Linked DNA regions of Bicyclus anynana: region 1 is linked to region 2. A link is a contact called in public Hi-C data. All regions are on one chromosome and are shown on one strand. Each heading gives the region's core, a stretch centred on a gene start, on an enhancer-like site or on the middle of the called end of the contact. The rest is flanking DNA. Distances are from core to core; before and after follow the strand shown. Region 1 overlaps LOC112048448 (rho GTPase-activating protein 23). Region 2 holds the start of LOC128198117.

The links. Hi-C and Micro-C count contacts between places; a contact is called where the count stands out from the background.
Region 1: a Hi-C map of whole larva shows a contact between it and region 2, with 2.3 times the contacts expected there. The contact joins the enhancer-like site here to the promoter of LOC128198117 in region 2. A contact is called at or near these places in 2 of 2 Hi-C or Micro-C datasets (whole body and whole larva).

What each region holds. Positions count from the first base shown.
Region 1 is chr5:3,575,298-3,579,611 of ilBicAnyn1.1, forward strand. All of the region lies in intron 3 of LOC112048448 (rho GTPase-activating protein 23), which reads left to right. Among protein-coding and RNA genes, the nearest start is that of LOC128198118, 72 kb to the left of the region's middle. Within about 2 kb of position 2,589, at least 4 of the 8 cell types and tissues checked have open chromatin away from gene starts, as enhancers often do.
Region 2 is chr5:3,495,424-3,499,831 of ilBicAnyn1.1, forward strand. It overlaps LOC128198117, which reads left to right and starts at 2,756. Exons shown (of 2, transcript XM_052881754.1): 1 at 2,756-3,172. The coding sequence starts at 2,889. The region is part of intron 3 of LOC112048448 (rho GTPase-activating protein 23); the gene reads left to right.

The DNA of each region.
Region 1 (4,314 bases), core at 1,339-3,838, 80 kb after region 2:
AGTACGGTGATAAAATATAGCGACACTCACAAATAACGAAGCTTTCTAGTGATAAAAGAAGTTTCAAAATCGGTTCAGTTGATACAGATATTTATAATATTAGTGTAGATCAACATAAAACCAATAACAAACGAATTTTTCGTATTCCGTAAAGCCTAAAAAGTTAATGAAAATAACAATGTCAACTGGGCAATATCCACTCTATGATATGGCCACATAGCGTTGTCATTAGGCACCGGATGACATTCTCTATTTCGATCAGTTAGAATTAAATAAATATTGAATACGAAATCACGTGACGCGGTGACAGTGACAGTGGAGTGGACTTTAACGGTATGCGCGGTGTATTTACAAGACGGAGGTCCTGGGTTCGATCGCTTGAGTGAGAAACCGAAAGGAGTGTGAATTTTCATCCTAGAAGTAGAATGTACAAGTTAACCCGGTAATCAGGTAATATTTTAGTCTAGGGCTAACTTGACAAGAAAACGTTAAGAAATTTCTAACAATAGGTAATTAGTAAATTTCGTGTGTATCCAGTAAAGATACTCAAAGTTAGTGAATAGGTCGACAGTTATGCAGGCTACAGTTTCGCAAAGGCTGCGGTCAGTTTGGTATGCGTAAAGAATTGAGTCACATAAAAATATAATTAAATACTTCATAGACGAAGATAACAAAAGGTGATAACAGAATTGCTATTGTCTATTCGAGTTAAGAATGCCTTGATTTGAATAAAACCTGTGACGACCTGCTTATGATAAACATACTTATACAGCGGATTATTGTGAACTTTGACAATACGAAAAAGAAAAAAGTAAAGAACCTCTATGGAGCTGTAGGGTTCATTTACACGAGCAGCAAGTGCTATCGAAGACAGCAGTCGACTGCAGTCAACGGCAGTCGACGGCAGTCAACGGCAGTCGACTGCAGATGGCGACCGCCTTCGTCTGCCGCCGCGACGTCGGCGACTGCAAGTTGACTGCAGTTGACTGCAGTCGTCTGTAGCAGTTGCCAGCTGCCGTTGGCAACGTGCTGCTCCTGTAAATGGACCCTTAGAATTGACCACCACACTTTTACAGACACGCCATCTGTATAGTAAGTCATTAGCGGATACTCGCTACTTCGTCCGCATTTAGGTCTCCTTAATCCGGCTCTCTCGCAAAATCCATTCTTAGCGGACGTCTTCTACTAACTCTACTAATAAGTATGGATGGATTTGGATGTAGAATGTCAAGCTGATTTCGTTATGAGTTCCATGTCCAAGGCGTAAAAGTGAGTTTTGAGCTCAAGATTATGTAGTACTAGCAGACAAGAAAAATAGCAGTAGCTGCTTTCTCTGTAGTGTCGATTTTGAAAATTAAAAAAATCCTACGAATATTATAAACGCGAAAGTTTGTATAGATGTTTGTTACTCTGTAACGCCGCAATGGTTCTACCGATTTGGCTTAAATTTAAAATTAATACAGATAATACCCTTCATTAACACATAGACCACTTTTTATCCCGGAAATATCCATGACTCCCGCGGGATTTGTGTAAAACTGAATTCCACGCGGACGAAGTCGCGGGCGTCCGCTAGTAATTTATATTTGAAGAAGTTTTTTTCTATGCGCTCTCGAGATAGTTACGGCTGATCTTGTGTCATGCTACTGTGCTAATAGTTCTGAAGTAGCTGACAAAGAAAGCAAAAGCCGTACGTACTGTTTGCTCTACACCTGATTACGTATACACTGACGGCAGTGGTCTGTTTGCAATTTCCACGGCAAATTGAATTATTTACATAATTTTATTCAAACATCAATTAACGGCCACTCAACCCGTTCACACAAACATCTGTCTACGTTTATTTATATACTAGCGACCAGCCCTGGATTCGCACGTGTGCTATGTACCTAAATACCAATATTATGATTAGTCTTTACTACAGGATCATCATCATCCTTATCAACCCATATTCGGCTCACTGCTGAGCTAGAGTCTCCTCTCAGAATGAGAGGGATAAGACTAATAGACCATCACGCTGGTGGTGCGTGGTACCCAATGCGGAGTGGTAGACTTCACACAAGTAAAGAATTAAGAAAATTCTCTGGTATTATATTGGCAGGTGTCCTCACCGTTTGAGACACGTGATATTTAATTTCTTAAAATGCACACAACTAAAAAGTTGCCCCGGACCAGATTCGAACCCACACCCGAAGGCAGAGGTCACTGGGTTATCACCTCTCCCTCGGCGGCTCGGCTCCCACTACAAGATATCTATAAGCTATAAAGTAGCCGCTTTGCTTAAAATCTCTGATATGCATTAAAATACGTTGAATAGTTTAAAATATTTAAGCGAACATACAGCGGAAACGACTTCATTTAATACTATATGATGTAGGGTGATGTAGGGATGTATATCTGTTGGAAAACTTGAACGTTTTCAACGATCGTAAAATTTTATGAGCATAAATCGTTAAATTCGCAGACGCAATTAAAATTATTAAACTTGTTAAAAAAACTGCGGATTTACGGCTGAACGTAAGTGCACTCAACGCTCAACTCTTCCGCCGTAGTTGCAGCAAAAAAAAAATGTAAACGTCAAAGAAAGTGGTTCCGGTGGGTGGTATGCGGCTGGCATTAACCGGACATTTATTTACTGCTCGTATTTATTTATGCCGCAAAATAGGGAGCGATAACTTTTTACGAGGCTCTACTCGGGGTGACGTCAGGGTTGCTGGCTGTGATAAAATATGAAATACACATTTTATATGACGTGTCATAGTTGACTGAACAGGTGGTTCGCTCATTTGTTCTGAAGAGGAAAACCGCCTATAACAAGAGCAACTTCACTTGGAGCACTTACTAAGAACACATGCAACAATGCATCGTAATGCATACACGAATGTAGACACGAGATATAATTTCACACCTTCAGAATGGATCAATATATAGGTACTATGTTGATTGACGGCAGATATAAGCTTGCAACGTGGTCTCAATTCAAGAACCAATCTTATCAAACGAACCTGGAGTTCAATGTTCATCTTTAATCGGATGATTTTGCAGCTAAGTGCAATATCACAATTTATTTAAAAAAGTTTTCAATTACTTTGGGACTTCTCGATATATGTCGTGGTAAAAATATATATAGAGTAATTTTCTTAGTTTTTAATAGAATAATAATTAATAATAAAAATACTCCTTTTTATTTATTAAATAAAGAAGCCTTAGACCATCCCTGTTTCAGGAATTTGTAACATAAGATATACAATGAATATTTATAGTGAAAGGGTTGACGACATCTCAAGGTCTTGGGTTAAATGGCAGAAGGATACAAGGGTACTCAGCCACGTGCAAGGTTTATTTGACGTAATAAAAATCAACATTCTACGTCATGTTCAATAACAAGCCTGTCTACGCCTTTATAACTTTGTTTGATGAATTTCTCTTGTTTTCCCTTAAGTATCACGAAAACTCGATATTTAAAAAAGCTATTGCGATCAACATTTTAATAAAGACGATTATAGCTTGGCAACTTCGTTCGTAACATTCCCGATGGTCCGATGGTAGCGATGAATAAAAAATCCACGACTGATGCACCTCATTTCCCCGCACGCACGGTTTCACACCGGCACATTGTTTCCCCCCGTCGCCCCGTCTGTCTATATAAAAATGTGTTAGTAGCATTGTTTTTCTTCAGAATTGCAAAATCGATACTTGTGTTTTACATCATCATCATCATGATTACCCATATTCGGTTTACTGATGAGCACGAGTCTCAGAACTGGTGCAGTGGCTCAGTTGGTATTGAACTAGTGTACTCACATGATCTACAACAGGAAAAATATTTTTGTGATGACCATGGATGGTTTCTTCTATCTTCTTATCTAGCCCTAAAGTAAGCGTGCTTTGGGGCTAGATAAATGTATTGTTCAAATATATTTATTTATTTAAATTTGTAAAAGCCTAAATAGCTCAACGGTAAGAGCGGTTGGACTCATCACTGAGGGGTGGTGGTTCAATCCTCACCCCGTTGGTCTATTGTCGTACCCACTCCTAGCACAGTCTTTCCCGACTAGTTAGGAGGGGAATGGGAATATTGGTCATATTATAAAAGATATGGCAAATATTATTTTAAAAAAAACTGAACTTACTACTGAATGGTATGCAACTGTAGGAACAAAGATCATTGTTCGCTTCGATCGTAGATAAATACGCCGTTGAAATCTCATTTACCTAATGGGCTTAGAAGCTTAACGAACTGCGGCGGGTGATAAGAGTAAGACACGTTGTTGGTTGTTCTATTGTAAATTACGGTATCATCATTAACAACCC
Region 2 (4,408 bases), core at 1,506-4,005:
CAATTTTGGGAGTTGGAAATAAACCTTCATGTAACTTCATACTATATTTGAACGCTTTTTAACGCCCGTTAAAAAAAACGCTTATCCGAATGGGGGTTTACTCTTGACTTGCAGATACCTATTAGACGTTATTGGAAATTTCGGTACTCAAATAATTTAATGTCAATCAAATGTTTTGTTTGACTTTAATTTGTTTCAATGTGCTAACAACAATGGAATTCAAAGTTGATTATTATTTATCATACCTAAAATTTGAGTACCATTAAGCTCTCGCATAAGCCCTGACCCTCAGTTTGGGATATTATCGTGTTGATTCATTGCATTTTTGCATCTTGGAAGTACGTAAGTAAGTGAAACGCCACTGTTTCACCCATCATCATCATCATTATCAAGCCATATTCGGCTCACTGCTAAGCTCGAGTCTCCGCTCAGAATGAGAGGGGTTAGGCCAATAGTCCATCACGCTGGCCCAATGCGGATTGGCAGACTTCACACACGCAGAGAATTCAGAAAATTCCCTGGTATGCATGTTGTTGCAAACCTCACGATGTTTTTCTTCACCGTTTGAAACACGTGATATTTAATTACTTAAAATGCACATAACTGAAAAGTTGGAGGTGCATGCCCCAGGCCGGATTCGAACCCACACCCTCCGGAATCGGGGGCAGAGGTCATATCCACTGGACTATCACGGTTTCACCCATACAAGGTTTATATGTAATATAGACAATATCATTGACTATGTGTGTTCTCCATTAGAAAATTCATAAATATAAAGTTATTAAAATTAAAAATATACATTACATGCATAAAAGTTGTTTATTGAGCCTTCAATCACTACATAATAACTGTTAGTGAGGGCAACCTCAATACATGTTGAATGGATGAATGTACAATTATGTTAATCCGCAACCCGATATGTTATCCGGCAACCTTTAGCTTCCAATGTGTGTTTATCAGAATGCATTAATATAGCAGATAAGACGTATTACTACGTGGCTTGATGGATTATCTAATGAAACACGATTCGGAACACATTTTATTGCATCACTACATGACTACAATTGATGATGATTCTCGACGATTTATGAAGTGTTTTTGTGTGTTCGAAAGAAGGAAACTCTTCGATTTAGTAATTTAAAAATAAACTTGATTTTATATGTTACAGAACGTGTTTAAACAGATTTTGATGAATTTACTGTTGTCAGTGATCGTTTCTAAAACGATAGGAAAGTCATTACAAAGGATATGTTTCCGACGAAAAAACTGGCATTAAACTGACATAAGTGTGCGTTTAAAAAAAAAATCATGTATTTCAAGTAGGCTCAGTTTACAAGTACTTTTGATACGTCAGTTGACTATTTGTAAAGATTCTACCGCCGGTTCGGAAGGCAGGTTCTGCTGAGAAGAAACCGGCAAGAAAATCAACAGCTTGCTCAACAAATTGCTCTTTAAAAAAAAATCATACAATATTATAATTTACAATTATTGATGACAACATTACAATTTATTATAGTTTTACTTCCTGTGTGAAGTTGATCTAACGGCTTCCAAGCATCTTAATTCATCTATGTGCAACAAGCCCATGCCCTGCGGATTCACCGCCGTAGTACTTGTTCCCGTGCGTAGCAATACATATAGTCTATGACCTTCAGAAATAACGTGGCTTTGCATTGGTAAAATAATATTGAATTAAAATGCTTAGTAGACTTATTTTCTGGGAATATGCAATACTTTCTTATTTTAAGTTTTGCTGTTGCCATATAACTAAATTTTAGTAATACATAACGGAACAATCAGATGGCCTAGATAAAAACCAATTACTTATTGATGATTCAAAATAATCTACGATTTTATTGATTAAATATTATTAACTTTGAAGTACTATGGTAGTAAGTAGTGGTATATAACAATAATTATTCACTTAGTAGATATTCCGGAGATATTTCCTTAAATACACTCCCCTTTGACTGACAAATTATGGCATACATTGTCAAGCCAATTTACATCGCCAGTAAATGAAAAACATCAGTAATACTCGTATTTCTTCCCTGAACTAGCTCTACAGACAGCTCTGACACTATTAAAAAAAATAATAACTTTAAAGGTTTTATGGGATTGTGGCTGTTGTTGTTGATGTCGGCGTGATCGAATCAGAAATGAGGAGATCCGCAGAAGAACCGAAGTCACCGACATAGCTCAACGAGTCGCGAAGATGAAGTGGCGATGGGCGGGGCACATAGTTCGAAGAACGATGCACGTTGGGGTCCCAAGGTGCTGGAATGGCGACCCCGCACTACAAAGCGCAGTGTTCAGTCAACCTCCTACCAGGTGGACTGACGACATCAAGCGAGTCGCAGGGATTCGCTGGATGCAGGCGGCTCAGTATCGTGATGTTTGGAAGTCCCTACAAAAGGCCTATGTCCTGCAGTGGACGTCCATCGGCTGATATGAAGATGATGATGATGATGATAATAGGATCGTTATTAAATATTTTTGTAGTATCCGTAAGAACTACAATGCTCATTTGGGAATTGCCGAACTTACTCGTACGAGTATATTAGTGTAGGTCTCGTACAATGTGTCCATTCGTTTTAATTTTATTTGATATTGCCGCCGCTTAAAATTCATTGGCCGTTTCCAGCACATTGTTACCGCACAATGTGACTTGAAGTGCGTTTAGCATGATGTACGATTATGTAAATAAAACGCAAAAGCCGCACAAGTCACAATAATTAACATGTTGGCATTAGGGCGCTTTTAGTGTCACGCGGATTTGCTCACGCACGCGGGATTGGACCGCATGCGTAAAATTTCACGCTGCGGATCATACGCAGCATGAGTTTCAGTTTGCTACGGGCTGCGTAACGGTATAGACGTGTTCAAAAATGATCAATGTCAGAAGAATATCTATCGCTTACATACTTTACAAACGACGAAACAAGAAGACAAGAGTACATGTTGATCCCTTTCTTGAAAATAGGCTTCTTGCTGGGGCGTTTGTTACACACTTTGGAAAACTACAAAATAATGAACGTAAATTTAAAAATTACTTTCGAATGTCCATTCGTTCTTTTGATGAACTGTTGTGTAAAATTGAGAATAAGCTACAAAAACGCAGTTTACGAAGGATTACAATACAACCGATTGAGAGGCTCGCTATTACATTAAGGTAAGTTTTAAATTTTAAATATTTAATTTCCTGCTATGATTTAGTGGAAAGGGATTTGAACAGGTAGGATAAACGTACCAATCCCAAACCAGTAAAGGACTTTTTTGACTTCAAATTACTGTCATGTGTAAATTTACATGTGCAAAAAAAAATTTTGTCATGTACTCTGGTCAACTGCAAAAATGTTAAACAAAAATCAAATCAATGATTTTTTCGGTAGTTGACCATCGTGGTCAACTATTGAGACATCATACAACACATGTTCTAGTAATTATCCAGTCTAAATAAACGGTATAATAATGATTTTTTGTTTGAAATATCGTAAAGTAACGCGTCATTGGTTATTAATTGTTGAAATTTCATAAAATAAGATTATTTTACTCATAAAATGTCACCATTAACGTGGAATCATTCCTACCTTTCATCACACGCTACTTATTATAATATAGATAAAAGTTATAGGTTTGCACATGACAGTAATTTAAAGTCAAAAAAAGTCCTTAATTGGTTTGGGATTGGTACGTTCAACGTAGGTGGATACACAATCCTTTTTTTTATCTGATAAAGTACACATGGCCACAGATCAAGTTACCCAAAACCAGCATAAATGGAACTCGCGCCTTGCGTATTATCATACTTAGGTAACCCGTCGGAGTCCCGCTTATACTGGATTTGAGTAACTTGATCTGTGCCGTGTGTACAACCGCACTCATATGACTAAACATACAATTAATGAGAAACTGGAGAAAAAAAGTTAATCGTACTCATTTTAATAAAAAGAGTTTTATTCATAAATTAAAAAATCAAATTTTACATCATTCATTTCTTTGTAAATTTGTATCCTGAGCGTTGACATTTCTTTCGCCTGTAGACGATGTTGTTGCTGGGGTATAAATTACGTCATAAGACGTGATATTAAACAAGCCGCTTTCAGTCGAAATAAGAGTTTCATTGTCATTCACTGCAGCAGAACTAATAGCATTGTCGTTAAGACTCGAAGTATCCTGGATTATACTATTGGTTTGGTAATCTTGATTTATCGGTGACAAACTGTCAAGCTCAGTAAAAGCACTAGAACTTGTTGTAGGTATGGGACTGTAGTATGCAGGTTGTGTTTGACTTTCCATTTCCATAACTATATTTAACACTTTTGTTCTGAACATTAGTTTTTGATATCTAGTGAATCTTTTTAATGAAGGCTGCAGAGACTGAAAGAAAGCCAAATCCTCACTTTCT